2 separate regions of the Mus musculus genome follow, and region 2 is linked to region 1. The links are chromatin contacts, called in public Hi-C maps. All regions are on one chromosome and are shown on one strand. The core of a region is the stretch at or near the end of the contact, and the rest is flanking DNA. Distances in the headings are between cores, read along the strand shown. Region 1 has its middle 55 kb from the start of Pmp2. Region 2 has its middle 13 kb from the start of A930014E01Rik.

Region 1 (5,016 bases), core at 1,290-3,789:
GAATTATTACAATATTTAACTTTATTCTCCATTACTTTCACTATAACACATAGTTTTTTAAGACCTCTTGTGTCCAAAGAAACGGTGTCTACAGCAAAGAAACCCCGATTATGCAGTGAAAAGGAGGGCAGAGGATGCCAGAGGACGGAGTGTTGTATTTTTGGGAAAGCCTTAACAGGAACATTAGACTGGAACTGCTGCCAACGCTCTTCATCATGCCAGGAGGGGATCGGATCAAATGGGAGACACCATGGAGACCAGGAAAGAACTGCAAAGAGCTCCTGGCTAGCTCTCAATTCTGAGTTCTCATTAACAGTCATGAAAAACAGACAAGCCTGTCGTGTTCCAGAGCCTTCCGATTTGTGTGAGAGGAGGTTATAGAAAAAGAGTTGCTTGAGATGTCCAGTCACGCCTGGGAACGTCGGTAGGCTGTTTGGTGTGATTCTAATCCTGATCACAGTTTGGGGTACACAAACCACCATCTGCTGTCATGATTTGTCTCGGTCCTTTTAACCGGAGTGTTTTAGCAATCACATTGTGGTGCTTTCAGGTAAGACAAATGCTAAAGGCAAATTAGCCCTGTGAATTAAGGAGCCACGCTATGACAATAAGAATTAGCAAGCAGTCTGCAATGTGTGCTTCCTAAGGGACGGTGTTATGGAAAAATCTCAGCATCAATTCCATTAACCAGAGTGCCACTAACAGTTGCCCTACTTCCCTCTTTTCTAAGCAGACAAATGTTACCCTCATTTCCAGGCCTGTTGAGCTTGCCTAACAATGCAACTGCAAACCCTGCTGTACCTGGAAGAACCCAGATGGTCACGTGAAAACTCATCGATGTTGAAGGTCACTGGGTGCACTGATGTTATTTGTAGTTGTCTGTTGCAATTCCCATAAACTGGAAACTCTGCTCAGGTGATGTCTGGTCTAATGCCTCCTCCCTACTAATGCATTGCCAACACTGAAAAAAGAACTCAACAAGTGATGAGGCTTCAGGAAACATGACCAAAGCAAATCATCTCCCTGATTCCTGCTGTCTGTCAAGCACTGAGTCAGGTTCTGAATATGATCAAACTCCAGTACTGGAAATTTCCACAGTATAGAGATCCAGGGGAACACAGAGAAGGAGGTCTGGCCTCTGCTAGTCATACCTTAATGCACAACATGGTGAAAGAAAGAAAGGTGGCTCAACAGGTAATGTCAATTGCCACCAAGCTAATCACCTGAGTTTCATCTCAAGACATACACAGTGTGAGGAGAGAACCGGCTTCTGAAAGTTGTCCTCTGATCTCTACATGTGTATGTCATTGCAACTCTCCCTAAATAAATCAACAAGTAAACAGTTTTGAAAAGAAAGACTTGGGGAGTTACAGTAGGGGGGCAGTTAAGCTGGTAATGGACCAGGATGTAGCAATCAGCAGACAAAGTAGAAGAATGAGACTATTCTAGACAAAAAGAATAGGGTGCTTAGCCAGGCAATGGTGGTACACACATTTAATCCTAGACCTTGGGAGGCAGAGGAGGCTCTAAGTTCAAGACTAGCCTGGTCTACTGAGCGAGTTCCAGGATAGCCGGGGCTACACAAAGAAATCCTTTCTAAAAAAGAGCAAGCAAAAAGAGAAAAGCCAAAACCAAAACCAAACCAAACCAAAACCAAGGTGCTTAAAGTGCTTTGAGGTTTGTGAATCTATAGGAAACCATATGTAAAAAGCATGACCAGCACTCCGGCCCTGTGAGGTGGCTGGCAAAGGCTTGAAAGGCAACCAAAGAGAACTTCAGCCAGTTCAGGAAGGCACTGAGGATAATTGCACTGGAGAATGTTGGACTCTGCATAAGTGGATGAAGGATGGGGATGTAAGAGCAAGGTACCCTGTCTTACAGGGACCACTGATGAAACAGATGCCTGGATTCGAAGGCACTCACCAGGATGGCAGTGGTTATGGCCAATAGATAGAGGCTGAGCTAACAGGATTAGCTAACTAAAGGAGGTGTGGATTACACAATGGCTTCTTTCTGCAAAGATGAATATACCCAGATGGCGTTTATTATGGCAAAAGACAGAAGAGCAGGAACAGCTTCTGGGAAATGAGTTTGGCTTAAAGATGTCATTGAGGGCATCAGCATTGATAATTGCATGGTGATGAAGACCAAGTCATTGGAATGTGTCCCCAAAGCTCGAAAAACAATGCCAAAGCTGAAACTGCGTTAGGAATGGTCTTCTTTAGGAGTGATGATTGCAGCTTTAAATGAGATCAGGAGACATGTCAGCGAAAGAGACAGGAAACTACGGACTGAAGATTGAGTAGAGAGAGCATAGAGTGTCATGGTGGGAGTGGAGTGCTGAGGGTGTAGCCATAGAAACCAGAGAGGGGTTCTTTACAAAGGAGAGGAATGGTCAGTGTCTGATGATGCAGAGGACTTAAGGACCTATGATGTTACGGGTTGTGACTATAACCAGGTCAGGATTGACAGAAAGGATTATTTGCTAGTCTTGGATCTGCTGGGCTTAGGTCACCTTCACATTGGATCCAGATTTGACTTCTGAGCAACCATTGATTTCTGTTTCATGAAACAAAGTACATTTCATGATACTTTTGGATGTGCCGGCTCTTCAGAGAAATGAATGTTTTTCAGTAATTGAAGAACTAGACGAGGATAAAAGTGTTGGAACAGTGACCTGTATAAAGGGAGAAGCAGCACAGGAAGGCCCACCCTTCTCCACTTCTGAGCCAGGGGGAGTTTCTGGCTTGTGATAGTTAACTCCTGGGATGTTTGAACAAGTTTAGTGTTGCCTCAGTTGATAATTGAAGGATACCATAAAGGTGAAAGGGGAGGGAAGAGTGGCTTGTTACATGAGATGTTCTATGTTTATGGTTGGAAGTAGTATCCCTGAAGGCAGGCAAAAGGGAAGGTAATAGGAATAAACTCAGCACAAAGGGTTTGTGGTAGAGCTCAGTGCCTGAATTTCTTGCAATGGACACCAAGTAGGGCTGACTTCTAACTTCAGACCTTGTTCCTTAGAATAGTATGAAGGCATTGCAGAGATAATTTGCTCCTGAAGGACGAGCTTCATCTTGAGAGATGGACAGAACTCCCAAGGACAGGACACACACCTGTAACACAACAGACTGGAGGCTGAGGCAGGAATCACATAAGATGCTGCCAACCAAAGACAGGGTATGGTGGCACTTGCATTTAATCCTAGCACTTGGGAGGCAGAGGCAGGTAGATCTATGAGTTTGAGGCCAACCTGGTCTATATAGCACGGTACAGGCAAGACATGACTGCATAGTGGATTGTTTATCAAAACAAACAAAAAATTCACAAACGAACAAATAAAACCAATACAACAACAACAACAACCAAACAAAAAGAAAAAGCAGACCTGATTAGAAAGAATCAAAGATCGAAGCCAAAATGGGACACTAAGTTTCAGATATCTGAGGCTGAGACCATATTCCCTTCATTTTCTGTTCCTAGAAGATTTCATGATTAATAGGATATTAAAGCCTCCTAAATAGCAATTTGATGATCACATAGAGTAGGCAATGCATGGTCTTATGAAAGCACATGTTACAATGTTACATGTGACACAACCATTGGGTTGTGAGGATATCCAGCTATAGAAGTACTCAGAAGCTCATGGAGTGGTAAGGACAAGTCTGCCAGAATGTGATAGGAGGGAAAAGAGGCAGGGGCTCAGGGTCAGGATCTATGTCCCAAGAGAAGAGGACAGAGTTAATATCTAAGTGCTAATACTGAGGAGTAGTTGCTAAAGCAAGCCCAGGACTAGAGAGTAAGACAGGAGCCTTGCTATCAGGCTGGCTATGAAATCCTTCCTTCCCTGGTGGGTTAAGTGTCTTCTACATGCCAAGTATATCACTAACATCAACAATAAGCAAATATTCTTGTAGGAAATGAAGCAAACCTGTGAGAGTTAAGTAAAGTTCTAAGAACAATGTAGGAATGCAGTAGGCAACGAGGGAGATGTGAGTTTTGATCTTAAGTTGGGTATTGTGGTGTCATTGAGGAGCCATTGAATAAAGATACAGACAGAGAGCTAGTAGAGTGATTCACTTGAAGAAGGGTGGTTTGGGAGAGGGGGAGAAGGAATAGCTCAGAGGTCCTGAGGCTGCAGTAGACATGGAACTTTCTAGAAACAGGAGGGCTTAAAGAACAATGAAGTCAGAAAGTGAAAATGCATATGATGACAAGGTTAGAGGGGAGGCAGAAAGGCACAGATAAGTTTGACCGGTTGGGATAGGGCAGGCATACTGAAACCTTGCTTCTCTAGGAGCAACACTGATCCTCCAGACCAAGGTGTGCTGGGAGATACTACAAGGGCCTGAAAGTTTGGGAAACAAGTGGGTGCTGTCAGCTAACCTCAGGCAAAAACACTGGAAAAACAAGTATTTCCGCAACCTCTAATTCCCTTTTCCCAGAACTGACTGAGGGAGAGGCTCTCTTGTCCTCTATGCACAGCACTGACCTGAGGGAGAGACTCTCATATCCTTCTCCCAGCACTGACCTGAGGGAGAGACTCTCATGTCCTCTATGCACAGAGAAGCACAAGCATTAGCTTCTTGACTTTTTATGAAGCAAGGATTATTTCAATTAATTATTTCATGAAGGTTTTCACAGCCAAAGAAGCACAATGCTTGAGTTCAGCGGCACTGACGATGGCGTGCTTGGACACGTGTCTGGCTATCTGTAGCTGGTTGACTCTTAGCAACTCCCCATGTGAACAGTAACGGGTGTCCAAACAGAACTCCCACTTTTATAGCCTCTCTGCCAGTGAGTGGATCTTATGCCATTTATGATGCACATTAGTGAGCTATGTTTGTTGAAGCAAACGTCCTGACATAATTTAGCCTTTACATATGAGCACAGTTAAACCAGAAAGAACTCATTTCAGATACCTCCCCTTGATATTCTAATCCCGTGCCAGCCTTTCCTCTCCAATTATCCATCCATTAAGCCAGTTGCCAGGCAAGGTCTGACCCCTGAATAAGATGC
Region 2 (5,016 bases), core at 1,862-4,361, 160 kb after region 1:
ACACACAGAAAGGACAGGGAAAGCTCACACAATCTTAGACTCCAGGCAGGCACCAAACACAGGTACCTTTACTCCACTTTCAGAAAATCATGCAATTACTCCATCAGTCTCAGCCAACATTAGGAATATTGTGATTCTCTCCCCGAGCTGCTTCACAAACTGTCTCCCATTTCCATCCCCCAAGAGGGGCTGATTTTCGATTGTGTGGTCTCACTGCTTAGTGATTGTGAACGGACTATAATCCCTTTCTGTGGGATCTGCCACAGAGTCGCTGTGGTGTCTGGCTACGCCATGAGTTTGCCTTAATGGCTACAGTGGAGGCTCCCATCGGCATCAGCAGAGAGCATAAACACTGATGCTACGTCCCATTCCAAAAGAGTCTGGTTCACTTGAGGTTTGAAACACCCTGGTGATTTTCATGGGCATCGATGACTAAGGACATCAGGCAGGTGTGATTTGGGAAAGACTACTCTGGTTTCACATCTGCCCCTTACCCATAGCTTTGATGTGTGGAATTCCATTGCCTGCTTTTGTGAAGGATGTACACTTTGCAAGTTGGATTCTGCCAAGAGTGGTCTCAGCTTTCTCTGGATCTGAGACCCTCTACACCATGCACGCGTTATTTACTGTGACTGGTTAGGCATATTTCAAGGATTATAACTTTTTGAAATGTATGGAGGGGGAGATTTTGGGATGTATAATTAAATCTTGGGGCTGGGGTGGGGAGGACCTGAATCTTCCAGCTCAGTCTGGGGTTGCAGCGGGAGCATGTTTACCCCAACAAGCAAAGAACAAAAGTGAGTATGAATTTGGGACTGTAATGCTGAAAGCTTAAGATTTTCTCTAAATTCAAGCTTAATAAGCTTCAGTTGTGACCCATCAAGGTGCATAATCTTCAATGAGATGGCCAAAAAAATCCCAAAGTCAGCATCATCTCATGAAATACAAAGGAAAAGGCCACAACCTTAGGAACACATATGCACATGCACAAAGGTCCTTCACTGAAAAAATGAGCACTTCTAATTATATAAGCCACAGAGCTGATCTGAGAGACAGGAGCGTGGGGGCCTGAAAAGCTGACTGGGGACAAAGGTCAGGCTGGGCTGTGGCAAGCATCCAGGCTTCAGTGCCTTAGAGAGAAAGTGAAGAAGGGAGGGGCTGTCCAGAGGAATGGGGATGGAGAAAGAGTATGAGGAAACTGGTGTGGAGTTGGCAGTGAGCAGAAGGTTTAAGAAACAGGGAGGAAGCTGGCCAGATGGAATTTAGAAGACGTAGTGTAAGTCCTGGGGAAACATTCTGGATTGATACAGAGAGAGCCATTCATTATCTTAATCAGCTCTGGTGTCATCTACCCACTCACACAGGACAATCTGCTGTCCTCCCGGGTCTAGGAAATGTTGCAGGTGAAGAGTGTTTTAATTTCTAAATGCGGGAAAGCACCAGGCTCCTCAGCAAGGAGCTGAAAGGAGTGCTTTGTGAAGCACTGCTTCTTGGAAGACGCTGGAAGGGGAAGACAGAAGCACACACACAGGTGCAGAGGACTGGGGAGTTTCGAAATGGCTGACCTGAAGCTTAGAAGCCCAAAACAGATGACCCTGCAAAAGAAACAAGGGACGCATGGGTGAAAGAGGCATGTTGAAATAAGGACCTACAGGAACTTGTCATTCTCTATTAATTATGTAGGTGGTAAAGAAGAAAAGGATGAGTCACAATTATTCCTGGGCTGTAAGCCTGGGGGATTTACACACTGGAAACCTGAAAAACCTTGTGAGTTGCTAAGATCCTGGGACCCATGTGGCAACACAGAGATGATCAATAACTAAGTCTACGTGTCGTCCCTGTGGAAGGCTCAGGATGCATCTGTGCATTCACCTGAGTCTAAGTACAGTTTTCTAACACATACTCAGAACCAGCAGGGCAAGTACTCCCTAACACCCGCCACAGGGAAGGACACCCATGGCAAAATGCACCAGTACCCCATCCCATAGTTCAGTTTGGAGAATTACAAGCTATAAACTGACCTATTTTGATTTTAGATATTAGTTTGCTAAAGTTATGTAACAAATCTCCGTACATTGGCTAGCTTAAAGAACAAAATGACATTTCTTTCTCACAGTTCTGGAGGCCAAACGTTCTGAGACAAATTTGCATGGTCTTGGCTTGCATGGCCAGGCGGTATATCCCCGGCATCCTCCTCCTCCTCTTATAGGGATACTGTCATTGAGGTGCACAGAACGGCCTCGTTGAGCATCCTTTACCTATTCTGGCCTTGCCTCTGAATGCCATCACGCTTTGCGGCCTGGGCATAGGAATTCAACCTGTGAGTGCTGAGGAAGATAATCCACTTCATAACACTCAGTGTGTTTTCTAGCTGTTCTCTTGGGAATAACCAATATTTGGGAATCGGAAACTTAAGATAAAACATTGCTAAGAAGCCTAGCAAGATAGGTCAGTAGATAAAGGCACTTGCCACCAAGCCTGACTGACCAGAGTTCAATTCTAGGAACCTTTATGTGAAAGGAGAAAAGTTACTCCTACAAGTTGTCCTCTGACCTCTATGTGCATGGGTGTGCACCTGCATGTATACATAAATACCTTCATGAACACACCAAAAAAAAAAAAAGTAATTTAAACATTTAAAGGCTACTGAAAGGTTGGTTTCTCCTTCCAAAATGAAAAGGAAATTAATTTATCATGCACGTCCTAGGAAATGCATAGGTAAAAACACAATATGCAACTAAATTTTTATTCTTTAGTTCCATAATTATTTTTAATTTGTTAAGAAAGAGGGAAAAGGGCATTTCCTCTCACTATCTTTGTAGCTCCTATTTCCACAGTGGCATGTGGATAGTGTCCCTCCAAGCATTCATTTTTCCCATGTATGCATGTTCCTGTACCTTCCTTTATAGAGCATGATACAGCAGAAAACAAGGCCATCAGGTCCCCCTCACAGCACTTTTGTAATTCCATTTAAAGCTCAGATAGGCAAATGCACCATCAGAGTAATGTGTGTCAAAGGCTAGATGAAGTCTGGCTCATGATGCCAGAGATGGTCAACACAGTGGCCCTTGCCCAATCTCTGGGATTTATAAAAGGCTTCCACAAGAACATGACATTTCAATAGCTACTCAGAGAATGAGGCAAGCATATTCCAATCAGAAAGTGACTATCACAGTTCCAGGTGAGAGAGTGAGCCAGCTCCCTCAGGGCAGTTGGAAGAATTTCAGTACGCTGGGAAGTGTTATAAGAGGTCGTCAGGAGGATGAGAAGGCCAGCGCACAGGCGTGCCTTAGAGAGTTCATGCACTCCTCTGGCACAGGGGGGCTGTGGGAGAGACTTAAACTGCAGACTTGTACCTCAACGCACTTACTGGGACGACTGGACAGAGCAGACGAGTCAGAGGAGAAGGAAGACACTTGTTAGCTTGCTGGAAGAGTTAAAAGTAAATGATATTGGAAGTAGGGTCTTGACAATAAAGAAAAGTGAACCAGGTGGCTTCTAGTGCTACAGTCAGACCCCACAAAGCACAGTCGAGTTTTCTACTCTATTTTGTTCCCTGGTGTCATAAATGCCTCAAGTACTGCCTGGCACAGAGTAGATTAATTAGATAGCCACTTCTTTTAGGTATCTTATGGAATAGTTAGATAAATAAAGGAGAGAGAGAGAGAGAGAGAGAGAGAGAGAGAGAGAGAGAGAGAGAGGGAGGGAGGGAGGGGGAGAGGGAGAGGCGGAGGGAGAGGGAGAGGGAGAGAGAGAGAGAGAGAGAGCACTCCTGCCTCCACCACCATGCCTGCGTTAGGATCACATTTTTCCCTAAATATTTGTAACTCATGCGGATGTGGGACATAATATGAATTGAAAACACTGGGCAGACTTGGGTTCAGGAGGCTCGTGGTGCTGTTTCTGGGATAGGAAACGAGAGAAAAGCACCAGCTCCTACACCCTTCTCAAATGTCTCAATGGAAATGCAAGGGAGCTGGGGGGCTCATAAGCCATTCCTGCTTTAGGAATATATGAATATTTAGTTTAATTTTCACAAAACCCATGTTCAGTGTGATCATGGCTGGGAGCCTGTAAAGCCAACAGAGGATCAATAGAAGGGGTCTGGAATGTGCCCAGTAAACTTGATTGATTCATTCATTTCTCTCTCTCTCTCTCTCTCTCTCTCTCTCTCTCTCTCTCTCTCTCTCATCACCATGTCACTCAGTCTGACCTCACATTCATGACCCTTGTCCCTTGTGCTCTGCTCTCCAAAGTGCTTGGGTCACACACATGTGTTATCACACTTGATACTGCCAATTAGTACCAACTAGAGCAACATCATATTCTATAGTTAAAATGTGGCTCTTCTATTACTCTTTACCTTAAAAGAATTTTTTTCTGTATTTTGTGTCTTAGTTAGACATCTGTCTATGTGTCTTAGTTAGGGTTTCTATTGCTGCGATGAGACACTATGGCCAATAAGGAAGCTGGAGAGAAGTTTTATTAGTCTTGCACTTCATCAAAGGAAATCAGGGCAGGAACTTAACAGGAACCTGGCCTGGAGGCAGGAGCTGATGCAGAGGCCATGGAAAGGTGCTGCTTACTAGCGTGCTCAGTGCTCTTTCTTATAGAACCCAAAACCAGGGCACTGGTTGTAAAACTTTATCTTAATTTACCTCCTCAAATGACATGGGAATTTTCATGTGCAGATGCTGAGGGTCCGTGTCCCCAACTGATTTTTGATTAATCAATAAAGAGCAATGTCCAGTGGCTGGGCAGAGTGAAAGAGGCAGAACTTTTAGAATTTCCAGGCAAGAAACTTGGGGTGGGGGTTGGGGTGGGAAGAAGGAATTCTGTCACGAGAGGGGGGTAGAACTGACCATGCTGTGAAGGAACAGGCTAAGTGGCTGAAATGCAGGTAGAAAGAAAACGTGGCCCCACCCCACGGGAAGGCTGCCCAGAAAGCAGCAGGGCAGCAAAGATAAAAATGCAGATTTAGAAAGTGTTAACTCAGGAATACTGGAGGGGAGTGTG

What was found. Hi-C and Micro-C count contacts between places; a contact is called where the count stands out from the background.
Region 2: a contact with region 1 is called in a Hi-C map of liver, with 4 times the contacts expected there. The contact joins two enhancer-like sites. A contact is called at or near these places in 8 of 484 Hi-C or Micro-C datasets (cerebral cortex, embryonic fibroblasts, epidermal suprabasal cells and 3 more) and 2 of 9 other capture datasets (adipose tissue and embryonic stem cells).

Annotation. Positions count from the first base shown.
Region 1 is chr3:10,126,847-10,131,862 of GRCm38.p6, forward strand. No RefSeq gene overlaps it. Among named protein-coding and RNA genes, the nearest start is that of Pmp2, 55 kb to the right of the region's middle. Within about 2 kb of position 2,540, at least 3 of the 459 cell types and tissues checked have an H3K27ac peak or open chromatin away from gene starts, as enhancers often do. A contact at or near this core is called in liver, where this site is marked.
Region 2 is chr3:10,281,975-10,286,990 of GRCm38.p6, forward strand. It overlaps a transcript of Fabp12 not described here. Among named protein-coding and RNA genes, the nearest start is that of A930014E01Rik, 13 kb to the right of the region's middle. Within about 2 kb of position 3,112, at least 13 of the 459 cell types and tissues checked have an H3K27ac peak or open chromatin away from gene starts, as enhancers often do. A contact at or near this core is called in liver, where this site is marked.